2 separate regions of the Zea mays genome follow, and region 1 is linked to region 2. Evidence: chromatin contacts called from public Hi-C data. All regions are on one chromosome and are shown on one strand. Each heading gives the region's core, a stretch centred on a gene start, on an enhancer-like site or on the middle of the called end of the contact. The rest is flanking DNA. Distances are from core to core; before and after follow the strand shown. Region 1 holds the start of LOC100193301. Region 2 holds the start of LOC100194104.

Region 1 (3,536 bases), core at 634-3,133, 270 kb after region 2:
GATATATGGCTACCTGATGCATCCATAGGTACTAACTTTGTTAACCCAACATTAGTACTATCCTAGTCCCATGATCTACCTCCACCTTTTCAACTAGAACTATTATAGGAAATACTAGGTGACTTGCTGATCATTCGTTTGTGTATTGAAATCATGGAGTGACAATTAATTAAGACACCTTGAAAATAGGCCAGGAATAAGATTTCAGTTATATTTCACTGATATCTTAGTAACCAGGAATTAAGACACCTTGCTGACCATTCGTTTGTGTATTGCTGCAAAAAAGGAAACGTAATTTTGGACTATTGATCTCTTAGTAACCAGGTTCCTAGATCGACAGGGTCGAGGAATGGGAAAAGCAATTTTCCCCGTACGGGAAAATTGCTTTTTTAAGTCGCTTGTCGTTGCCGCTCGCCAAAATACCCTGCCATTTGTCGTACTCGCTTAATGGCCCCACTTAAGTAGCACGTAGTAAATAAAATACCCCAGTATACCTATTCACATGTTTTCTATAGATCTGATAATTCTAAATGCCAATTTTACCCTCTGCTGCATTCTCGCGTCCTCTGCATCTGGTCGAGTCTAGAGCGGCAAGCTACTGGAGTACAGCAAAAATACCAACTATACGTACAAGTAGTAGCAGCATAACTGGCAACTATGAATGCAGCGCCTTCTCACAAGTGCATGCACAATTATTTTTCCCTAGCAGATGGATGTGATGGTTTCTATTGTGTACACTAAATTGGATTTGATAACTATTACGTACAGCAAATTGGGGAAAGCACAAATTGTAAACAGAACTGCCATCCGGCATAGGCGCATGGCAGCTCGACGGCCGGCTGCGGCTAGATGCCGACGAGAGTTGACGCGGCACTGGGCAGCGGGATATGAACAGCCGCACATCGAGAATGCACAATTATTAGATCTATAAAAAAAACATGTGAATAGGTACACCGATATGTTATCTACTATACGCTGCTTAAGCGAGGCAATTAAGCGAATGCGACGAATGGCAGGGTATTTTGGCAGGCGACAAAAACAAGCGACCTAAAAAAGCAATTTTCCGTTACATGGTGGGAAAATTGCTTTAAAAATGATTTTAACAATATGCGGACAAGATTGTTCCAGTGTTCCTGGAACGGAACGTTTCCGGAACAAGGATCGTGGACAAGTTCCATGTTTCCAGTTTCTTGTGTCAAAAGTAATAGTGTGCACATGTCATCGTCATTCCTAACTAAACCGCATCAACGTTCTAGCCCAAACATTCAGATGGTTTTACAGTGAGCTAGAGCTCGGATCCGAGGTTGGTAGGGTACATACCGTGCTTGCCCTTGCGCTTGCGGCCTTCGACCTGGCTGGTGTTGTCCCAAAGGTGCGCCTCGTACTTGCCGCTCCACTTGAGCCTGCCCCGGAACCAGAGCAGCAGTGCACGCCCAAATCAAACCAGAGCACAACCTCAAAGTCAAAGCCACTGAAAGGCGGGCAGAACACCGCCGTGCTCGTACCTGGTGACGCCGTGGAAGCGCGACGACCGCGGGGCAGCGTACTTGCGCATGGCCTCCGCCACCAGCTTCCCTCCCCCGCCTGCGCTGGCGGCCCCGGCCCCGGCCCCGGCCGGCCTCCTCTCCTCGCCGCCGCCGACGACGGCGAGCTGCTTGTCGAGCGCGGCGATCTCGCCGCCCGCCTCCGCTGCGGCGGCGGGTTCGCCGGAGACGGCGGGCGGTACCGGGGCGTCCCCGTGTCGCTCCTCCTGCGGGAGATGGGTGGGACCCGCCGGGGATTGAGGGTGGACGGTGGCCATCGCCGTGGGTCGGTCGCGCTGTCTTTCGCGAATCTTCAAGTGCTCGCGTCACGATTTCGCAAACCCTAGTTCTGGTCCCTGGAGATGGATGGAGTGCAGGTCCGGTCCGGGACGAGCGCGACCCCACTATCCACTATGACCCCACTATCCACTAGTTAATAGTTATTGACTAAAAATTAAGGGTGTTTGAATGTATTAGAGATAATAGTTAGTGGCTAATATTAGCTAAAGATATCTAAACACTCTAGCTAATAATTTAGCTATTAGCTATTTAAACTAAGGGGATGTTTGAATGCACTAGAACTAATAGTTAATTGGCTAAAAAATTACTAGTTGAATTAGTTAACTAACAAATAGCTAGGTAACTATTAACTAATTTACTAAAAATAGTTAATATCTGTACTATTAGATAGGGTATTTGGATGTCTTCAACTAATTTTAGCCACTAACTATTAGGTCTAGCACATGTTGGCGCCGATCCGGGTGCCAAACACGGGAACAGATCGCTTGGCGGGGCTCTCTATAGAGGCACGGGCGGTCCGCGACACCGGGCCGGACGGTCCGCGACCTAGCGCAGGAGCGGCTCCTCCTCTGCACACTTCCGGACGGTTCGCGTCTGGGGCCGGACGGTTCGCGATATCACAGAGGGGCTTCTTCTCCATGAAGAACCCTAGAACTCACCCGGGAGAGATCCCGTCGATGGGGAGAGTTCCAAGGGGTTGCTCCAGGTCGGCAGGGCGCCCGGTGCTCCTCTAATTGGCGTAGAGCCGAGTAGAGATTGTTGTGGAAGACTAAACTAGATATAATCCTAAGGCTAAATTACTCCTACTCCTAGGAATTGAAAGAACGAAAAGGTAAAACTGATAAATAGATTTGATTTGATCGATTGTGGGGGTTCAATCGCTCGTAGCCCTTCATCTATATAAAGGGGAAGGTTTGGATCCGCTACAAGTCGTTTCTCGAGCTAATCCCGCGGTTTTAGCCAACAAATCCCACGAGAAACTCGGAACCCTAACTAATTCTGCGCAGGCGCGGACTGTCCGCGCCACCACCGCGGACCGTCCGCGAGGACGTTTTGTGTGCTCAACATATGCCCCCTCCCTTTTGGTGGAGGTTGACGAACCAAAAGCATATGAACTAATCCTGATGCAAGTCATCGGCTTTTCCAATCCAATATAGTGATCATTCAATAGAGCCCCAATGCATAAAGGCCGTTTAGGATTGCATCTTTCTCGGTTGTGACCATTTGATCAATGGATCAAAAGGAATAGAATGGAGGTGCCCCCAGCCTGAATAGACAAAGGGAGTACGCATGTACCATGGGTTCATCGTTGTACCATTCCATATTTGAACGGGACAACACATCAACGATGAGTAGGTGGGTGGAAAGCATCCTCGCATGACAGAACGAATATGCGATGCTTGTTGCGTCGTCTTTCGGGCCGTTTTGTTAGTGGGTGACCGGAGTTTCTTTGTTGGCCGATCGCGTAGAACGGCCTTCTTGCCAGCGTATTTGGCTAGCAATTGATCGAAAGTAGGGCTAGCTTTTACTAGCTGACCATGTGTGTCATGTTGGCTTTGCCCTTGCGTCTCTTTCCTTGGCCATGTGCGGACTGTCTAGCTGAGTCAGCCAAACCGTCCGCATGAGCACCGGATCGTCCGCACCCAGGTACCGGATAGTCTGCGATGCTCGAGTCAAGGAGTTTTGCTCAGCTGCTTGGTTGAGCCTGCCCCC
Region 2 (3,800 bases), core at 963-3,462:
AAAGCTCTGAAGGCATCATATCCTAGCTCAACACCATCGTCATTCCAACATTCACCTCTTAAAGTCTCCAGGAAGGATTTTAAAAATGTGGTGACAGCACAACAAACATCATCATCTATGTACGCATAAGCTGTTTCTGAAAGCAGATTTGATTTCAATGTTAGAAGAGATTTGGCACCCAATCGCTTTGTCAAAGAAGCTAAAGGGACATATCTCCCTTTGCATCGTGGACCTAAGCGAAGTAAATCATTTGCAACATTGCAAAGGAACAAGTTGTTGTTATGTTCACGGTCTTCTGATGCAATACATAGTTCAATATCTAATAGGAGATCAAAGATCAAATGCACCTGTTTTACTGTCTGACTCAAAGGATCTTCCAGGTTGCGCCATATGATTCCCAATATACGGTTGACAACATCTCTTGAAAAAGGCTTATAGTCCCCAGAGAAGTCGGTGATATCAGATGAAACCGATGTCTTTATCTGCTGCAAACATATTTGTGTCACTGTAAGAGCATGGAAATTGAAGTGGCTATCAACTGGGTTCTCACAATGCTTGCAAAGCTCAGGTAAAATTCCATCATATAAAACAGTCCATAAAGGTCCACTGGAATGAAGTTGGTGCATGTTGAGTACTGTCCTTGGAATAGATGTCAAAATCCCTCTTAGTAGACAAAGTCTACTCAACACTGAAAGGTCTCTGATTTGTTCACACAGATCAAAGTCCGAAAATACATTGTGCACAGACTGATTTTTTCTATCTTCATGATTTGCATAGATGCCAAATAGACCTTGAGAAATGAACCAGGAAATCTCCTCTGTGCTCATGAAAACCTGAATTGCCGCACAGAAGCTTACTCCAGAGGCCACCAGGCAATCCCTTGAAAAGGCAGATGACTTAAGAACAGATAGTATTGTCCTGACAGCACTCTTGAAGACACTTGACGCCTTGTCAAGGCCAATAAACTTATACGGGTACCTCTGCAGCAAGTAGTACATGCAAGACATGGCCTCCTGGCACTGCTCCATCACGACTGGAGATGGCCGTGACCCTTCACCAATGTCTTTTGTCACTCCATCAAGCCCATCAACAACATCCAGTGCCATGATCTCTGCACACCTCTCTACTGCCTCATCCAAAAATCCCAACTTTGGGTACCCAATAAGCGACAAGGCTGCTCGAGATACCATAAATCTCTTCTTTGCCTTACTACCAGAGCCACCATACTCCTCACAGAGCAAGGCAAAACACCCACTGATCACTGTGGAGAATTTCTTGCACTTGGCAAGCACTGATATGAGTGTCCGGTGGAGAGGGAGGGAATTCTCAAGAAAGAGGATCTCCAAATAAAGCTTTGTGGCAGCGAGCACTGCTTCATCAGGAGTCCCTGTAGTGGACAGAAACTGCACATATGCCGAGGCAAGATCCTTGACCACAACAACTTGGGAGTAAGTGGAGGTCAGGGAAATCAAGTTGCTCAATCGGACAAAGAAATTGGATGAGGAGATCTCAGCTGGCACGAGAGTTAGGGCCTCAAGGTAATGCTTCGGGAACACAATGGAGGTGTAGGTGTACCGGTGCCGATGCTGCAGTGACCGCCACTTTGAAGACATTCTTCCCCCAAATTAGCTCCTTGACTTCAATCTGAAGGATGATAATGAACAAACAAAACTGAAACCTCCAGCAGAACCACACTGGACTCTTAAACAGGCATACATAAGCCGAATGATTCACCTGAAGTCAGTACAGTTCCGCCACAAGTCTTCCTCCGGGAACTTAAACCACAAACCTTCCCTCCCTAACAAACCACACAACGTTAGTTCAGTAGATTTTCACGAGTACGAACTACTTGGGCTGAATTAGAGCACGCCTTCTACTACAGTCTACAGATAGCGTAAACAAGCTATCAGAGATTTCATATGCGGCGATAACAGGGAGGCAGGCAAACAAATAACCTTTAATCCTGTAGACGGCCGTGCCGCTCCTCCTGGCAGGCGGCAGCACCCAGCGAGTGCAGCGGCTCGGGAGCCCAGCGAAGAACAACCGGGATCAGGTGGCCAGCGAAAGAAGCGAGAAGCAAAGGCCGCGTGAGCTCCCGGCAAGCTGCAGCAGCGAGAGGAGGCGGGAGCGGGGGTTTAGGGTTTGGTCCTGCGATTCTCTCTCTTCCCCCTCGCTAGAGTGTTTTCCGCGTCGACCTGACCAAAATACCCCTAGGCCTCCGCAGTCCGCACACCCCTCCTGTGCTTTGAGATTCGCGCGTCGCGCCTGCCGACCTCGTGCCTCCCGCGGACTCGCCGGCGAACGCCTCTTGGAGATGCCGCCCGCCGCGGCGGCGCTCCTCCGGTGCGCTCCGGCGGTCCCATTCGCGGCCCGCAGTAGCGCTGTTTCCCGCTCAGGCATGGCGCGGCGTCTGGTGGCAGCGAGCGCTGCGGCCGGCAGGCTGGCACCGGCGTACCGCGGGCTGCTGCTCGACGCCGGTGGCACGCTGCTGCAGGTTGCGCGGCCGGTAGCCGAGACGTATGCCTCCATCGGCCGACGTTACGGTACGCTTCCAACCCGAAGAATCCACCACCTCGTACTTTCCTCATGTCTGGTGCTCTGCATTTCGTCAAACGTTTGGCGTGTGGTCTCGTGATGTTCCTGACTTTGTTCGCTGTCCAGGTGTGACGAAGACTAAGAAGAGAATCATGGAGGGGTTCAAGCGGGCATTCTCCGCGCCATGGCCGAAGACACTCAGGTACCAGGTAATGGTCATGAGACGCACAGGAATTGCATTGCAAAGCTTGAAATTGCGTCGTGGTTGCTCTCGAGGTGACGACTTGTTGGGTTTTGGACTAATTGCAGGGAGATGGGCGGCCATTCTGGAGAATTGTCGTGGCAGAAGCGACCGACTGCACTGATGGTGATTATTTCGAAGAAGTGTATCAGGTAGTATACCTCATGTTCTCGCTAAGGTTGTTCGATTGAATACTTCTTGGTGAATCAGGGTTGGTTGAAGAATTTGAGTATGCATTGAAGTGTTTCAGTGTTTGGTATCTGATTATCTTTTATTACCTTACTATAGTTACTACAATGACGAAATTGAACAAGAACAAATGTTCTGACTATACTGTTAGTCAACAGAAGCCCAGGCGATGAAGTTCACCGCTCTCAAATATATTTAGTTTTTCTAAGTTGAAGGATGCATTCCGCTTCCGGTTTATCGGTATGTCGAATGTTCGTAACCATACCATGTGGCTCATGGATGGATCATTGTTTCTTCCAGTATTATGCGCATGGAGATGCTTGGCGATTGCCTACTGGAGCAGACGCAGCACTGCGTGAGCTGAAGGATGCTGGAGGTCAGATGCTACTTCCTCTGTTCTCGCCTTCTCGGTTCTTGAATCTTGATTTTCAATTCTCAGTTGTTTACTGCAATTAATATCTTCCTCTCCACATTCTGGTCCTTAGGCTATCTCCAACCATTTCCCCTCTCAAGTCCCACTATTCGTACTTTCTATTCATATTTAAATACCTCCTCTTAACTATTCTTCCCCCTATTTCTCCTCCGCTCCTACCATTTCCTCTATTCAGCTCCTTTTTTATCCTTTAACTAGGCTATTTGACTTTTATACCTTGGTTTTTGAGTTTTAAAAAATACCACCATATTTGCATTACCGTAATAATACACATTATTATCTACTAAAAACTCAAAAAAGTAATAATACACATTATTATCTACCAAAAACTCAAAAAAGATTAATTTTATATTAAATACAATCAATTAGTGCCACGGGGAAATGGCTGACATACCAGCACGA

The links. Hi-C and Micro-C count contacts between places; a contact is called where the count stands out from the background.
Region 1: a contact with region 2 is called in a Hi-C map of ear, with 3 times the contacts expected there. The contact joins the promoter of LOC100193301 here to the promoter of LOC100194104 in region 2. A contact is called at or near these places in 6 of 25 Hi-C or Micro-C datasets (bundle sheath, ear, endosperm and 3 more).

Annotation. Positions count from the first base shown.
Region 1 is chr10:74,108,493-74,112,028 of Zm-B73-REFERENCE-NAM-5.0, forward strand. It overlaps LOC100193301, which reads right to left and starts at 1,884. Exons shown (of 8, transcript NM_001367019.1): 1 at 1,506-1,884; 2 at 1,321-1,403. The coding sequence starts at 1,801.
Region 2 is chr10:73,841,659-73,845,458 of Zm-B73-REFERENCE-NAM-5.0, forward strand. It overlaps LOC100194104, which reads left to right and starts at 2,213. Exons shown (of 8, transcript NM_001359396.1): 1 at 2,213-2,543; 2 at 2,662-2,744; 3 at 2,845-2,928; 4 at 3,266-3,341. The coding sequence starts at 2,315. LOC103641217 (thyroid adenoma-associated protein homolog) reads right to left here and starts at 2,221. Exons shown (of 6, transcript XM_008664579.3): 1 at 1,956-2,221; 2 at 1,735-1,798; 3 at 1-1,644. The coding sequence starts at 1,613.